Linked DNA regions of Sus scrofa: region 2 is linked to region 1. A link is a contact called in public Hi-C data. All regions are on one chromosome and are shown on one strand. The core of a region is the stretch at or near the end of the contact, and the rest is flanking DNA. Distances in the headings are between cores, read along the strand shown. Region 1 overlaps MCPH1 (microcephalin). Region 2 holds the start of ANGPT2 (angiopoietin 2).

The links. Hi-C and Micro-C count contacts between places; a contact is called where the count stands out from the background.
Region 2: a contact with region 1 is called in a Hi-C map of retroperitoneal adipose tissue, with 2.7 times the contacts expected there. The contact joins the promoter of ANGPT2 here to the enhancer-like site in region 1. A contact is called at or near these places in 1 of 5 promoter capture datasets (liver), 25 of 47 Hi-C or Micro-C datasets (adipose tissue, alveolar macrophages, blood and 16 more) and 1 of 2 datasets of contacts at active chromatin or transcription factors (skeletal muscle).

Annotation. Positions count from the first base shown.
Region 1 is chr15:37,478,244-37,482,448 of Sscrofa11.1, forward strand. MCPH1 (microcephalin) reads left to right here. Exons shown (of 14, transcript XM_021075799.1): 4 at 4,110-4,197. Among named protein-coding and RNA genes, the nearest start is that of MCPH1, 25 kb to the left of the region's middle. Within about 2 kb of position 2,023, at least 5 of the 83 cell types and tissues checked have an H3K27ac peak or open chromatin away from gene starts, as enhancers often do. A contact at or near this core is called in embryonic fibroblasts and retroperitoneal adipose tissue, where this site is marked.
Region 2 is chr15:37,591,832-37,596,036 of Sscrofa11.1, forward strand. ANGPT2 (angiopoietin 2) reads right to left here and starts at 2,386. Exons shown (of 9, transcript NM_213808.1): 1 at 1,772-2,386. The coding sequence starts at 2,059. The region is part of intron 12 of MCPH1 (microcephalin); the gene reads left to right.

The sequences.
Region 1 (4,205 bases), core at 773-3,272:
GCCTATTCCTCATCTCTTTCATTAGATCCATTATGCTGCCCAGCCCTTAGCTGTAGGCTTTTTACCGGCTTCAGCAATTAGTTGTACTTTTAAAAGTCAACTTTTTAAAAATAAAATTTCTGGAGTTCCCTGGCGGCCTAATGGTTAAGGATCCATTGTTGTTGCTGCTGTGGTGTGGGTTTGATCCCTGACCTGAGAACTTCTGTATGCTGCAGTCGCAGCTAAAAGCAAATAAATAAAAAAGTAAAATTTCTGTAAAATGAAATATCCCCATTTTAAGTGTACAGTTCATTGAACTTTGACAAATGTACATACAGATGTTACCATCACCACAGTCAAAATACAGAGCATTTTCATCACCCTGACAGTTCTTGTTTGTCCCTTTGTGGTCACCCTCCCCGGCCCCAATTTCCACTCACCTGGTGTCTGTCACTGTTGATTAGCTTTGCCTGTTTTAGCATCTCTTATAAATAGTCATCCAGTGTGTATTATGTTGAGCCTGGCTTCTCTTTTGTTCATCATGATGGTTTTGAGATTTATCTGTGTTGTCATACATGTCAATATTCTAATGCAGGGATATAGGAGTTTGTTTATCTGTTCACCTGTTAATGAACTTTTGGGTAGTTTTCAGTTTTTGGTTGTTATGACTCAGGTTCTATGGACAGTCACATTTGTGACCTTGTGTATCTTCATTTCTCCTGGGTCGTTAACCCAGACTGTTTGCCAAGGTGGTTGTGTCACTTTATACGTTCTTCCCAGCAGGACATGAATCTTCATCAGCACTTGTCAATCTTTAATTTTAGCCATTCTAGTAAGTATGTAGTGGTATTCATGTGTTGTTGTTGTAGGTAACATTTGGGGGGATATTATTCACCCTTTAAAGTGTACAGTTTGGTGGTTTTTAATATATTCAGAGTTGTGCAGCCACCACCACAATCTATTGAAAGTATTTTCATCACCTCAGAACGAAACCCTTACATCACTGATCCTGCTGTGCCCTCTGCCCAAGGTAGCCCGGTCTGCTTTCTGTCCCCAGGGATTTGCCTATTCTGGAGTCTCATGCAGTAGAGTCATACAATAGGTGGCCTTTGGGGCTGGGTTTCTTCTCTTAGCATAGTGTTTTCAGGCTCTATCCATGTTGTAGCCTGTGTCAGAATTTCTTTGCTTCTTGTGACCCAATGATATTCCACTGTGTGGATATATCATACACCTAAAATTTTTAAATATTTTCTCCCATTCTGCAGATTGTATTTACACTTTCTTTATTTACACTTTCCTTTGAAGCAAAAAGGTCTTAATTTTGAGGAGGTCCAGTTTATTTATTTTTGTTTCTTGTGCTTTTGGTGTCATTTAAGAAGCTTTTGCCAAATCCAAGATCACACAGTTTTACTCTAATTTTTTTTTTCTAAGATTTTTTTGTAGTTTTAGTTCTGACATTGAGGTCTTTGATCTATTTTGAGTTAGTTTTTGTATGGTATAAGGTAGGGGTCTCATGTCATTTGTTTTCATGTTGTCTCAGCATCATTTGTTGACAAGACTTTTGTTGTTCTTTCCCCAGTGACTTGTCTTGGGCCCCTGGTCAAAAGTCAGTTAACTATAATGAGGGATCCCATCTGGTTTTCATTATATTTCCCTGAGTACTAGTACTATACATAAGATAAGTGCTTAGTGACTGTGTATTGTCTTGGGTTTAAATTTTTTAAAATTTGGTTTTTGTCTTAATATTAAGCTATGTGTGATTTTTGTATGTTGCACACTAATTTTTTTCATCGGATATACATATATATATATACATATTACAATAATTTTCTCTCCATCTGTCTTTAGTTTTCTTTATTGTGTCTTTCAGAGTATTCAAGTTTTTCATTTTGTTGAAGTCCAGTTTTTCATTTTCTTCTGTGCTTTGTTTTTGATATTCTATCTGAATGTTTCTGCCTACTTCAAAATCATGAGTTTTTTCATGCATTTTTCTTTCAGAAACTTTAGCTTTTGTGTTTAGTTCTGTGATCTCTTTTGAGCTATATGTTTTTTGGTGTGTGAATACACATATGGTATAAAGAAGTCAAAAGTGTTTCTTTCTACAGTTTAGTCATTATTCAGAAAATATTTTTGAGACTTTTTGCCAGACTTTGAGGTTACAGCTCTAACTAGACAGGCATAGTTTCTGCCTTCACAGAACATACTTTTAATGAAGAAGAAAAGTTTTGTAAGGTCCTCAAAGGGGGTAAGAGGGCCCTCTGAGTTTGTCCCCCTGGCTGGACAGTGCTTGGGGAGGCCCCTTGGAGTTGGTGACCTGGGGGACCAGTGTTCTGGGGAGGGAAGGCCATTCACTGCCTTAGGCAGGACAGTACCAGAAACTCCAGTGGCTGGAGTCTAGTGAGGAGGGGGAGCTTCCAGACTGAGACCTGTTCTTTCAGCCTCCCGCCCCCCACCACCACCAGGGGTTAGAACTTTACTCACTTCTGTCTTTTTCCTCAGCATATTTTTGGATTGTTACATTTTTGCAAAGTACTTTCACCACTGGGTGAAGACAAGATGGTCTGGTTCTCATGTCTGCTTCTGTGTTGGATGTGTGGGGATGGCTCATGGTGCCATTATATCCCCTGACCTGAGCAGTGGGAACGGCTCCACTGTGTGCCTCGATGTCATGAGTGGGACCAGGGCCATCGCATGCCCTGACGTGAGGAGTGGGAACCACAGGGAGTTTTCGCAGGATTACGGTAGTTCTTTTTTTTTTTTTTTTTTTTTTTTTTGTCTATTTTGTCTGATATGAGCGTTGCAACTCCTGCTTTTCTGTCATGTCTATTGGCATGAAATACTTTTCCCCAGCCTTTCACTTTCAATCTATATGTATCTTTTGTCCTAAGGTGAGTTTCTTGTAGGCAGCATATTGAAGGTTTTTGCCTTTTTATCCACTCAGCCATTCTGTGTCTTTTGATTGGGGCATTCAGTCCATTGACATTTAAGGTGATAATTGATAGATGATTATTTATTGCCATTTGATCCTCGTGTTCCAGTTGATTCTATGGTTCTCCATTCTTCTTTTTTTTTTTTTTTTGGTTGGATGGTCTCCTGTTATTATCTGCTTGAGTGGGGATTACGGTAGTTCTGACCGGCTCCAGGGCTGCTGACCACACGCTGAAATTCACAGATCTAGTGATAAGGACATCACCTTGTTGGTGTCCTGTTTGTTTTGTTTTTTTGTTGCTGGTTTTTGTTTGTTTGTTTTGTTTTGTGGCATGTGGGAGTTCCCAGGCCAGAGACTGAACCTGTGCCACAGCAATGACCTGAGCCACAGCAGTGACAATGCCAGATTCTTAACCTGCTGTGCCGCCAGGGAACTCTTTAGGGGCCCTATTTTACAAAGACTCAACAGATGGGTGTTATAATTGCATAAACACGGGAGTGATTGAAAGTGTTTGAACTGGGTTGTGGAGAGGTGAATGAAATGTTGTAAGATTAATATTTCAGTATTACGTGAATGAGTCAGAGGAGGAAAACCTGTGGGGAAGGAGATGATTTAGAACATTGTTGTGATTGTTTAGATTTGAGCACTGAATACTTAGAAGGAGGGCACAGTCCAGGAATTCCCGAGGTGGGCAGGCCAGGGGAACAGGAGGCAGAGCCCAGAGGAGCTGGGCTCATAGACCCAGTTTCGGGGTAAGGATGCCTGGACAGAAGCACACAGCAAGGAGAACTCAGTTTGGGAGGAAAAGATGAGCTTTCTGGCCTTAATTTCTTTAGGACCCTTCTAGCTCTGGATTATTCATTGTATGTCCTGTGTACTCTTGCATGTGCTTAAACCTTTATGAGGGCCACACCCTGGTCATTTTGAAGTGTTACAAGTCTACGCTTGTATAAGAACTATATTTCCTGTACCTGCCTCTCTCTTCTACTCTAATACTTAAAAACACCGGTCAGAGAAGATTTGGAAAGTTGAATTTATATTGCCTTTTGTGTTTGGTAATAAATGTACTTATTTTAAAAGACCCATTTGTTAAAATGGCCTGTGCAGGGATTTCTTACTTTGCTAACTGACACACGTTGCAGATTTAACGGCGTGTGACTATAACAGAACACGCTCATTACGCCTCATTTTACTTACACAGATGCAGGACAGCTGGAGTGCACATGGATGAGTCACTGTTTCCCGCAGCTAACTCTAACCAACACTTACCAAGCATAATCCAAAAAAAGGTAAGTAC
Region 2 (4,205 bases), core at 1,136-3,635, 110 kb after region 1:
TTTAAACAGATTGAAGAGAAGGGGGTTGTTTATCTAAGAAAGAAATATGAGCTTTGCAATATGGACTTTCAGGTAGAACTAATGTGGGCTTCATTATGCAAATACAATTTAGTGATCTTGCATTTGGCAAAACATTCTTTTTTGTTTCTTGACTATTTATTTTAAGAGATGATTTACCAGTTCGGCAGATTAGAATGTTTACTACAATGGCGCATCTTTCATCTCTCACTGTGACTGTTGGCCCTGGAGTTACCCATGCCACGGGAGAGGAAGGGAAGCTATTCTACCTGAGCCGTGACAACTTAGAAAGAAATGGGAAGGCAGCATGAGCAGATGTTTAGGATGTAGTCTGTCTTTCAAATATTTGAGCCTGTGTTGCTGTGTGCTTTTTAAGTTTAACACTGTTATCTGCACATCTATGAATTTTGGAAGATTTAAAGAGCACTGCAGGGATCTTCTTAGGAAAGGAGAGAAAATTACTGGAGAATTTGCCCAGAAGGGATTGTGCTTACAGAGATAGGACTAATGAGTTTTGTACTCTGGAGCAAGTCTTTCTGATACGTTTTTGTTGTTTTCTGTTCTTTGATTTGAAGCGACCCCTCTTGTTACACTGAATGCAGTGCTGAGGGCTTTCATTCATCTCGGCTCAGGACCAAAGTAATAACTTGGTCATTTCCTCTCCGAAGGTAAGAGAGCTAATGAGAAACACAGATTATGAGCCGAGATCTATTCTGAGATTAAGATAAGGTGTCCTAAGAGAAGGTTTACGGAGAAATGAAAGACTGGGGCAAAGTTTTGAATGGGGGAAAACAGCTCTGCTTTCAATGGTCACGTTCTCTGCTGTGTAAGCATTGTGCTATGATGTCACTGCAATAGTTAATGGCTAATCTATGTATGCAATTTGTTCAAAACTCCTTTAGAATATAAGTAGTCCTTATCAAGAAAAACTCCGGGGTGATTCTGGGTCTCATATAAATAGCCTTACATGTGAAAGTGATGGCTTGTGAAAGGAAACCTGAGCTTTCAGTATCACATTTGAGTTAAATTTTCTGAAAAGTCTGAAACAGTGAAATCACCTGAGCCCCAGGAACATGACCCTCTTGCAGCCAAGCACCCTGCACGCCCGCCCACATGGGGTTGCCTTCAAAACTGATCAAGAAACTGAAGGGTGCTTGAAGGGAGCTGCAGCGCTGAACCCCCTCAGACGCCTGGAAACTCACCCCCACTTGCAAATGGCAAACCCTTGGGATAAAGCCCCCAAGGTTCTGAGAAGCGTAAGCCCTGCTTTATTTAATTTCCTCTCATTTACCAAGAGTCCCCGTCTATTTTAGTAAATAAATTCAGGAAATTGGTAAAGCACTTTACTCCATCCGTTATGTATCAGTAATTAGCATGATTGTCACGTTTTTCCTGGCTCCGGCGCTGCTGTTGCTTGCAGCTTCCCTCCTGTGCCTGCGGCCGGTTTATAACATCCCTGGTAATGGGTTTTATGAGCATAAACTACTTACACAAACAAAACAGCCCACACTTGTGCAGAGAAGTGTGCTTCCTCTGTTTCTAATGATTCCTGACTTTAGAGACTTTTCTCCATCTATCCTGGTGTCCTCCCCCAGTAATCCTTGTCCCTTTCCACCCACGACTGCTTTACACAGCAGGGAAGAATGAAAGAAGTGGCAATTCATTCATAGGTATCAGCCTCTCTCTCCTCTGCTGCCTGATCACCGCCCTCTCCCGCCCGTCTTAGCCGAACCAAGGAAAGGTGATCTCCTACCTTCATTAGCCACTGGGTATTGTTTTCCATGATATTCTCCAGCACTTGCAGCCTCTGCACAGAGTCGTCATAGTCGAGCGGCGCGTCCCTCTGCACCGCGTTGGACACGTAGGAGCTGGAAGGGGAGCGGCAGTTGTCCGTCTCAGGCAGCAGGAACGTGTAGCTGCAGGGGCCGTGCTGAACCTGATACTGCCTCTTCCCCGTGCTGTCCATGCTCTTCCGAAAGTTGTTATAGGCTGCAGCCAAGACGAGATCACAGCTCAGAGTGAAGAAAACAAGCTGCCACATTCTTTTCCTCTGTGGGAATCAACCTCCGTTTAGCAAAGTGCAAGGCACGGGAGGCTCCCGGGTGCTAAGCTGCCCTCTCAGGCACGGGGCTCTGCTGCCATGGCTCAGGGTCCATCAATGAAAGTTCCCGCTTCCCTCTTTCCCTGCAGCAACTTTGGTTTCTGATGCCGCTTTCTCCTCTCTGGTCCCCAGTAAACTGTCAGACTGCAGTCGGAAGAATAATCCTACTCCCTTGTGAAGGCTGCATTCGCCTTCCAGATCAGACTTAATGCGCCTTTGTCTTGCTTCCCCCAGATTCTGCGGTGTCAGGATCCGAATCAATCACTTTCTTTCCTTATATGATAAGTTGATAAGAGAGCCAGACATGTGTAGCTGGCTGCCCCGCCCTCCCCTCCCGGCTTGTCCGTTATCTTCCTGTAGGGGGTCACTAGGCAGGCAACAGGAAAAATCCGAGTGTGGTGTGTGTTGTCCAGGCAGGGCTATAGGCTGTAGAAGCCCTCTGGGAAAAGCCCATCAGTTACAGGACCCCTGGGTATTTCAGAGGCACCACCCTAATTGAGTATTTCCTAGAGAGAGCTTGGCGGTCTCTTGTGTCTGAAACTGATTTCACAGGGCTGAGCTGGTAAAATATCTGGGGCAATAACTTTAAAGTACAATGAAAGTTCCTGTTTTTTCCTTTAGGAATAAAAATACTACAAATATGTCAGGACTTTGGTTTATTTTTGTTATTACCAACAAAAAGGAAGAAGTCTTGCTCTTATAAACTCTTTGCCTTTTTCATAGGGAAAATAGTTTCCTTGGTATTACTTGATTTTTGAACCACTAGCTTAAGAATGCAGAATTTTCATCTTAAAACAATTGGATAGAAACATCTCACTTTATTAAATTGGGTTAGGAAAATCAAGTTTTTGAGCTCTGACATTTAATCTTTTAAACAAAATATCCACTTCAGTATTCAAAGTAAATTTAAAATATGCTGGACTGATTAATGGCCCTCTAAATTATAATACATAGAGAAATCACAGTTTAAATAAGAGGAGGGTGAGAGAGGCATACATAAGCTTCTCCTTTATTAGGTCAGGGTTTGCTCAAATCCCATCATTTTGTAACATACTATCCAGGATCAATTAAATCAGCCACAGTTAGGGTCGAAGGCAAATCACTCCTTTTTAATTAAGCTCTAAATCCTCATCTGTAAAATTCAGAGGTTGCATTAACTCCCAAGATTCTTCTGTTTCAATTCTGTGGCTCCGTAAACCCTCTGTGTTCCTTCCTTCCTGGAGCTAAAACTTAGCACTTCAGAGACTGACAGTTGGCTCACTCACCAGCCAGAGTGCACAAGGGAACATGGAGCCTGGCATGGTCTTTTCACACCTCGTTGCCTGAGATTTGCCTCCAGGCCCGTCCAGCACTGACCTGACAGACCTCATCTACCCGTAAAGCCAGTGTCGGGCAGTCCAATCATGCAAGGCCAGATTTCAGAAGATTTTTAGGGTTTTCATTCTTGGATGACTATGAGATTTGTATAGGGAATTCTGTTTCAAGAGACCTAGTTAAACCTTTATAAAGGTCCCTCTCATGCAAGGACTGGCTCCCAGGTTACCCCCAGAGCAGGGACCTGTCTGAGGTCCACAGACAGAATTCGTGGGGTCTGTGAGCCTTGACAGAAAAAGATGTCTTTTTCACCAAAGTCTAACTGAAAATATAGCCTTGCTTTTAGCTATGAGTAGGTCACAAGCAACCCTGGTCAATATCTCTGGCCACCAATAGGCATCACATATTTTTGTCATGATAAGTCAAGCTGTTACTGCACTCAGCACTACATTTTTACGTAATCTGCCCCCAAGATCCTGTTATTTAATGTCTGAATAAAACAGCCCATTTCCGATAAAGGGTTCATAGACTTCCCCTGGCTATCGAAGGGCTCCATGGCTCAAGGAAAGCTAGATCTCAATTCTGGTACATGCTTTCCACCACAGGAGCAAATTAAATACACCTTACTTGGACCACTGACCATAGAGGGAAGACAGGGCCAGTGTTAGAACCCTGATTCACTGAGGTCTGAAGCAAATGTTTAACTTCTCTAAGTCTGCGTTTCCCTACTTGTGGAATGAGATGACTCTTTCTCTGTAGCACTTTTAGAATT